Linked DNA regions of Mus musculus: region 2 is linked to region 1. Evidence: chromatin contacts called from public HiCAR-type data. All regions are on one chromosome and are shown on one strand. The core of a region is the stretch at or near the end of the contact, and the rest is flanking DNA. Distances in the headings are between cores, read along the strand shown. Region 1 holds the start of Sort1 (sortilin 1). Region 2 holds the start of Stxbp3 (syntaxin binding protein 3).

The links. HiCAR-type assays count read pairs that join an accessible place to other places.
Region 2: a HiCAR-type map of astrocytes shows a contact between it and region 1, with 2.9 times the contacts expected there. The contact joins the promoter of Stxbp3 here to the promoter of Sort1 in region 1. A contact is called at or near these places in 2 of 115 datasets of contacts at active chromatin or transcription factors (astrocytes and pancreatic cancer cells).

The regions. Positions count from the first base shown.
Region 1 is chr3:108,281,845-108,286,081 of GRCm38.p6, forward strand. It overlaps Sort1 (sortilin 1), which reads left to right and starts at 2,220. Exons shown (of 20, transcript NM_019972.3): 1 at 2,220-2,596. The coding sequence starts at 2,297.
Region 2 is chr3:108,838,089-108,842,325 of GRCm38.p6, forward strand. Stxbp3 (syntaxin binding protein 3) reads right to left here and starts at 2,414. Exons shown (of 19, transcript NM_011504.1): 1 at 2,332-2,414. The coding sequence starts at 2,380.

The sequences.
Region 1 (4,237 bases), core at 970-3,469:
TACCTCTAGTGGGAAAAAGAGGCAATCATCTCTAATGTGTATGAGTGAGTGTGTGTGTGTGTGTGTGCGCGCGCGCACGCACATGTACCCAAGTATATATGAGGAGCCTGAGGAGGTCAGAAGAATGCATTGGATCCCCTGGAACTGGAGTTACAGGTGGTTGTGAGCTGCCACGTGGGTGCTGGGATCTAAACCCAGGTATCCTGTAAGCTCTTAACTGCTGAGCCGTTGCTCCAGGTCCAGTACTGCTTTTAACACTATAGATTAATGCAGATGTGGAAAAGAATACGTTGCTTTGAAGAGGTGTGTCACTCAAGAATATACAGAGAAAAAAGCGAAGGGAAAACATAGTGTAGCCCTCCAGCTTACAGTCCCTCCTATTGCTAAGGCAGGATGTCTGTATAACTGAGAACAGTAAGTATCATTATCTGCTATAATTACAATGTGAATAATTCAAAGAGATGGTTACTTTTCTTTAAATGTTGTGTTCAAGAAATGATCTTACATACAAAAAGGTATAGCTTTGTGATAATTACTTCATATTGATATTTTTGCTTGGGAGGCTGGTGAAGGAGGATCAAAGACTCTAAGCCACCCTGGGCTACAAAAAAAGACTCCCCAGTTCAACAAACTGACAAAATCTAAACGTTAATGGAACTAAATAGCTAAAAGATGTATCTGGTAGTTTCTCCAGCAGGTAGCACTGTTGAGTTAGCTTTCTTCTTTCCCCATAGTAAGACAATAGACCATTCATCTTTGTCACCCAAACAAAGAAATATTCCTTTGTAGCCCCCTTTTTCCCCTCCGTAACTGGTCACATGCTACTGTAACTGACTGCCTTGTGATCTAATCCATACTTGACACGAATTAAAAATAAGTTGTGCTTAAAAATAAATAATGTGGCGTTTATATTTCTGGAAAGAAAACACACTCATCAGTTTTTATCTTGTTCAGTGGCTCAGAAACTGGAGGGCTTTTCTGTTGATTTGCCATCCTGTTCCGCTTTCCAGAGCTTCACAGCTCCCTTCTTACTGTGGTTTTGGGGAGAGGAAAAACTCCCGAGTACGTAAATAGTTTTGTTTGTACTATTCCGTGTGCATACTCGGGTAGGCCTGCCGTTTGAGTTTACTGTTAAAGTTAAAAGTAACTTCCAATGGCTTCCACTCTGGTATAACATTTTGCATACTTTGTATCTTTTTATCTGGCTTCCTGAGTTCCGACTGAACAACTTGAAATGTTGGGAAGAGGTGGAGTGAAGTTAAGGATTTAGAACTGGTTTTACCAGCACTGCATGTTCTAAAAGTTGTGTGAGCAGCTTCTGCGGTGTAGGGAACAGTGGGGAGGTTATTTGCTGGAGGTGGGTATTCATTTAGGAGGCATCATATTCAGTGAGGGAATTGGTGTGATGCACTTACTGCAGGGCTAAGGGTGCTTTAGGTAACTAAAATCAGAATGTGACTGTACTAAAATGATAATATATAAAGTGGGCTTTAGGCAATTCTCTTCCCGTATACCTACACTTGGTGGCAAAGCTACCTACATTTCCAAGTCCGCAGAAGCCAAAAAGTACTTTCGCCTCTTGACTACCTCCCTGCAGATGAGGAAGGTGACTGAGGCCAAACATGTTGGAAAGACTTCTGCGGCTTCCATGAGACACGGGTGTAATGATGTTCATCTGCCCCATAGGATTTTCGCATTCACCTTCTTGGCTCCTTCAGCAGACAATGGGCGAGCCAGCGAGCCGGGGTTAAAATCCTAATGTACCAGTTTATGTCGGAGCCCCTTTTCCAACTGAGAGTAGTAGTTCAGGGATTCCCTGGCTTTCCCAGGCGCGGTTTCCACCGAAGGAAATTTTTAGGAGCGTTTGGAGGGGGGTTGGGAGGAGGGTGGAGAAGGCGGCAACGTGACCCAACCCTAACCCGAGGGTCTCCGGAAGCGCCGCCAACCTGCAGGCTGAGCGGGGAGGGGAGAGGGGTAACCCCTAGGCCAACTCCGGGAGCCCAGCCCGCAGACGCCGAGCGACGGTGGAGAATGACCTCAGCCGTCCCTGCCACGTTCCAGCCAATCAGTCCCGCATCTTGGCATCCGAATCCAGGACCCCCGAAGCCGGAGGCGACGCGAGCCAATGAGGAGTGGGCCGGGAAAGAAGGACAGGCGGCCAGCCTATTGGGGAGGAGAGGCCCGGCTGCGCGTATCCAAGCAGCGCGGGGCCGAGCTCGGGGGTGTGGCGCAGCGCCGGCGGGGGTGGGCGGGCGCGCCGGGTGGCAGGTGTCAGCGGCGTCTGCATTCGGCAGCGATGGAGCGGCCCCGGGGAGCTGCGGACGGCCTTTTGCGCTGGCCCCTCGGCCTCCTCCTGCTCCTTCAACTGCTGCCTCCTGCCGCCGTCGGCCAGGACCGGCTGGACGCGCCGCCGCCGCCCGCGCCTCCTCTGCTGCGCTGGGCCGGTCCGGTCGGGGTGAGCTGGGGGCTGCGCGCCGCCGCGCCCGGGGGCCCCGTCCCCCGCGCTGGCCGTTGGCGCCGCGGCGCGCCCGCCGAGGACCAAGACTGCGGCCGCCTCCCGGACTTCATCGCCAAGCTGACCAACAATACGCACCAGGTGAGCGCGCGAGGCCCGGGCGCCCGCCCCGGTTGGGTCGCCCCTCCGGGCCCGCGGCCCCAGGCGGCCGCTCCGCTCCCATTGCACGCTTCGAGGCTAGCGCGAGACCCCGGTTGCGGAGGGCGGCGAGGCGCGGGGGCGGCGGGGGCCGGGGTGGCTGCGGCCCGTGGGGCTGTGTGTCGTCATAGCCGAGGCAATCCGAGACTTTGACTCGCTGCATTCTTTGCTTCTGCTTCTTAAGTTGTCAGAATCTCCCGGTCATCCCCCCCCCCCCCCAACCCCCACCCCGAATATAGAACGCCGGGTCCACCAACGCTGGTACCTACCAGGAAGCTGGAGGCATAATTACCCCTTGAGTGATCGCAGAAGTTGGACAGCCCAGAAGCAGAGGTGTGCCCTCCCTGGGTCGGTACTTTTGAGGTTGACGTCCAGAAATCCCACAGCAGTTGTTAGGTCATGGCTTGTGTTTCCATAGTTAAAGGAACACTCATGGAAATGAAAATGACATTGAAACCCAACCGTGAAATGATATCTCCCCTGCTCCCTAAAATTAAAAACAAAAACAAGCAAACAAAAAACTGATTCAAGATGTTTCCTCAGGATGCAGGCTCAGAACCCTCTAACCTGACCCAAAACGACCTTGAGAGGTATTCCGAACCAAATTCCTGTGTGCAGAACCCAGAGAACAGAAAACGGCCTCTAGGACCTAGATTAGAAGCAATTGCAGAACAGCTCGGATCATCCAGAAGTTCCATTAAATGGCTTTACAGAGTGGCCAACTGTCCCAAACAAGAGTCTGGTTTGTAACCAGTCAGCCCCCTCTTTCTGCATACTACAGGATCTTTAAATCCCTTTGCTCCAGACCCATTCTGGAGATTGGCTCCAGTGTGCTTTGTTTCCTTGTAAGTTGACCTATTAGGAGACTCTTTTTGCACAAGAACTGGTATTGGCTTCTGTGTGTGACCCGCAGCCAGCTGAGATCCTGTCATCTGTCTCATTCCTTCAAAATTGACTTATAACCTTGTGTTGAACCCTTACTGGGACACCTCTATCCTGTCCTAATTTCTAATAACTATGAAACATTCTGCAGATAGTCACTTTAAGCCTGCTCTTGTCAAGACTTTCAAAGATTTGGTGCTTCTGTTTTGGGCACAAGAGTCTGAACCTTGACACACTGCTGCATTGAGAAATTGTTAGGAAAGTCTTGGTTTCAGCAACTAGGACATCTTCCTCCTCCTCCTCTTTTTTTTTTTTTCCTAAAATTAACAATTGTTGCAACCCATGTATGAGAAAGGCATTTTCAGTTCAGTGTATTTTCTGTGTTATGTCTTTCCTTTTTTTCCAAAGAAAGACTGTTCATGAAGGTGGCCGTGGGTGGCTGGAGTTCTGTACCCGTTCTTTGTTTACATTCCATTTCAGTATCCCCCCAAATCTCAGTGTCCCCTTGGGGTTTCTTTTGAGATCCATACTTGTTAGTTGTGACCTAATTCTCCGATCAGAGAGAATGGAATGAGTACTGGAAAGTCTTCCTATTTAATGAAAAAGTAAAATAAGCTTGTGTAGACCTCTCTCTCTCTCTCTCTCTCTCTCTCTCTCTGTAGGGTGTTGAGAAAGAATTTACCTTTACCACTGATACTTCAT
Region 2 (4,237 bases), core at 1,164-3,663, 560 kb after region 1:
AATAAAAATGTCAAACTACAGAACTCTCTCACTCAAAAGTATATACTCTAAAGGTTTCCAGTATGTATGTTCTGTCACGCATCCATTACTACATCACCACAACTGTTTTGAGAACATTAACACTACTTTAAAAAGAAGCCTCATTCCCTGGGGCTGGGGGTGTTCACAGCTCAGCTGGCAGACTGTTCACCTAGCATGCAAAAGGCTCTGAGTACAACTGTATAAAACCAGATATGGTGGGATTTACCCAGGATTGTATCACTCAGGAGGTGAAGACAGAGAAATCGGAAGTTTAAGGTCATCCTTGGCTACAAAGTTGAGTGTGAGGCCACCTAAGGTACACAAGACCCTGTTTCAAACACGTAACAAAGCTCTGTGTGGTGGCACATTCCAGGACTCAGGAGGCAGAGGCAGGTGCTCTATGAGTTCAAGGCCAGCCCAGACTACATAGCTTAAAGACAACCCAGGATACACAGCAAGAAGGTGTCTCAAAAAACCCAAAAACCAAAGCAAAACAACAGTAACAAAAACCAAAAGAGAAACCCCATCCCTTTAATCCCATCTCTCCAGGCTGGGACACAGGAAGGAGTTCCTGTTTCTCTAGATTTGCTTGTCCTGGATGTTTTTCTCATGAATGGTGTCATACTATGCCCTTTGTGACTGGCTTTTTCTTTAGCGTGTTTCCAAGATGCAGTAGCATAAAATATATCAGCATTGTACTTACGTTTACTGAAAAAAAAAAAAAAGACATGTATTCCTTTGTATGTGCACTGTTACGCCATGCGTCAGTCTGTGGAAAGGTGACCTATTCTTATTTTTTCAGCTAAGCCATTTCTTCAGCCCCTTAATGTGTATATGTTTTGGGCTATTCTTGTCTTTTGGTTGTGTGTTTCGAGTTACAGGCGGTCCTAAGACTATTTTACAGCCTTACATCTTTTTCCTTTCATCCAGCCTGCCTATCTATATTCTACTCTCCATGTGGTGAGCCTGGTGTTACCCTAAGTTAACAAGAACAGGGAAAGCCTGTTATCTTCATGCTATTGATACTGGCGTTACTAGCATAACGGTATCTTTTTCTCATAAGCCCTGATATAAGGTGCCATTATAACTCAGAAGTAATTTCTTCAGCACAATTTGTCACCCACTTTCGTATGAGAGTCAATATAGACAATCTGCCTAAGTCAGTGCTTTCCTTACATCACGTGGGTCCCTGGGGATGCAATTCGTGTCCTTGGGCTTGACAGCAAGCACCTTTACCCACTCAGCCACCTTGCAGGCCCCCAGAAAGGATAAATTTGAAAATAATAAATATGAAAGGATAATTTTGTATTTCACAAAGTCTACTTATCTATTTAGTACCTTCTATATGGTAAACACCATGCCTGTACTGTTTTGGATTTTAATTTTATACAAGGAATTCTTGAAGGCAGAATTCTGTTGGCTAATTCCTATTCTGTTCCTTGTTCCCCAAGTCGGAGTAAGAAACACTAATAAGACGTTATTCCTTTTCTACTACTAGACTATAATTACTTAGAACCCAGAGATGCCAAACAAGGAAGGTCCTTCCGGTTTGCTGCTTTCATTGCTCTTCTAACCTGGCAGACCTAGGTTTGGTGTCATTTTAATAAAAGTCATTAAAGTTGGTCGAACCAACAAGAAGACCAATTGTAACACAAGGAGCAGACTATGCAGGGACCGGATACTAGATAAAACTTTAACAGTCCGCTGTTGCTTTCTCAAGAACTCTTTTTTTTTTTTTTTAAAGCAAGTCATATTCTCTTGGAACAGTGGCAGAAGGCGCTCTTGAAAAGCTACGCCTGCACTTTTTAAAGGACAAGACACTGAAAAGGATGGTAGTAAAAACCCTCGGTGCTAACATGAATATGGGACACCAAGCGGCTTCTGAAAACACGGGGACGAGGGCGGGACAGAGTAGTAACACAGAGCTCAGACTGTGTCGGATGGAGAGACGTCCGTGCCTGGTGTGGCGAGGGGGGTGCAATGGGAAGAGCTGTCCCGGGACAGCACAGGGACTTGGGAGGGAAAGTCGGCCCGAGTCAGGTCGCCCAAGGGTGGGGCTTTGCGGAAGAACCTCACCGGGGTGAGAGTTGGCCAAAGCCGCGGAGAAGGCCGCGTCTGGCCACCCCGCCCATCCCTGGTGCTGGCACGAAACCCGACTCTGGGCAAGCCGGAAGGAGTCAAGCCAGGGACTTGGTCCCAAAGCAACAAGTGCCCATGCAGCTCCCAGAGAGGCTGCAGAGCTGCAGCGGGAAAGAAGACCCCCGTACAGCCGACCCTTCCCGGCCTCATCCCTGACCCCTCCGCACTCACTCCGCCACACGACGCTCTTCAGTCCCCGCTCCGATACCGGCGGCGCCATCTTCCCCCAGCCGTGGAGCTACAGCCACCGCCTCCCACTCGCAACCTACTTTGGCCCTGAAAGCTGCGCTCGGGGGCGGGCCCTTCCCCTCGCGGTGGGGAGGCTCCGCCCCCTCCGCGGGCCGCGCCCTCAGGTGACGTCACGCGCATCAACTAGGGCGTGTCCCGCCTGTGCCTGGACTGCGGCTGCGTAGTGTGGTCAGACTTCTGTGCACTGTCTGGCGCCCCCTAGCGGAAGCCTACTATAACCCATATCTCAGTGTCCAATTTGGCATCAGAAAGCAAATATGTGAACTAACACAATTTATACAATTATGAATTTATACATACCGGGTCTTTTTTATTTTACATTTATCTGTGTGTATGTATGCATGTGTGCATACCAAGGCTCGCAGGTGAAGGTCAGAAGACCTCATCTTCCACAGTGTGGGTCTTGGGATGGAACCTAAGTTGTCAAGACACATCCTGCCATCCCCAATACGGAGACTTTATGCTTTACAAAATAATGTTTCATTCAGCAAAGCAATTCAAACTATACTGTTCAGAAGCCTGTTCAACCGCCATATGGGAAGTCTATCCCTCTCAACTTCATTTTAATAATTTTTGAAGATCATTGATTATTTAAGCTGTAAGGTAACCACCAGTGTTCCCAGAACTGTGATAGAGTTTCAGAAAAGTCTAAGAAATGAGAGACCCTCTTATTCCTATGAAGAATTTTACATTTTAAGTTATAGAGCACGATTCCTAGAATTGTTAATTCCACAAGGCAGGAGTAAGACCACTACCATAATTTTAGAGCTAAAATTGAAGCAAGCTTTATTATATCCAGGAGCACCAGAGACCTGGCCAATTAGGGGTTAGAGAGAGAAGTGCTGAGAGTCCCTTTTAAGGAGCAAAATAACAAGTAGTTGCAAAACAGTGTTACAGAAGCAAGACAACAGGGCAGTTGGGAAGTATAGGAAAATTTCAAAAGGACAAAAACCAAGTACTTAGTGATAAGGGAGGGTCAAAGTGTTCTCAAAAACAAGTCATGGTCACAGGGTGGTGCAGGGCAGGTTCCAAGAAACAGAAACTTAAAAACAGAAACTCAACTCTTACAATAAACGAAACTTTGTGTTTAACAATACAACAAAATGTCTCCTACCTTAAAAATGGAGTCAGGCAGGTTTCTCATTCTCCCCTTGACCTTTGTGTCCTTCTCAAATCCTTGATAGGGGACTGTCTTTAATAATGTTGTCAAGTGGCAATGATTCTAGCCTTGTTTGGTGGATGCAGGGCCCAATTATGGTAGCCAGTAGAAACATTAGCAGGCCAAAGAAGGGGAGAGCCATCTTAGCCATGTTGTCGGTCAACATTTGTTTGAAAGATTTTGTTTATTTATTTCTCCATCAATACTTGTCAATAGTATGAGAAGAATCAGAGATACTAAAACAGCACATTTCGGTAAATTGCTGACAACCAAGATTACATTTAAGTAACAGGTAAGAGGGATCTTTTCTGACACAGAGTTTCCTTGTTGACTATCTATCTGGTGGTAGATGGAGCCAGAGGTTATACCCCAAACTATTAGTTACACACAGGGTTCCTTTGGGTATGCTAAGTTCAATCGAGGTGATTGATGAGTCTTCCTTTCTGCTTCTTATTTTAGCACACCTGTGATTTCCACTATTAGACCCCTTTAGAGAATATTTGATTATGCTAAAGTCTGTATTATTACTTTGGGATTGGTCAGTTAGAATAGGTCATCTCTAGAATCCTCCATCCATGGTGGATAAAAGCAATCGTTTTCATAACAAGACAGTATCAGGGTGTTCCCTATAATAGGATTGCCTTTATTTCCCCCTTCAAGATGCGTTTA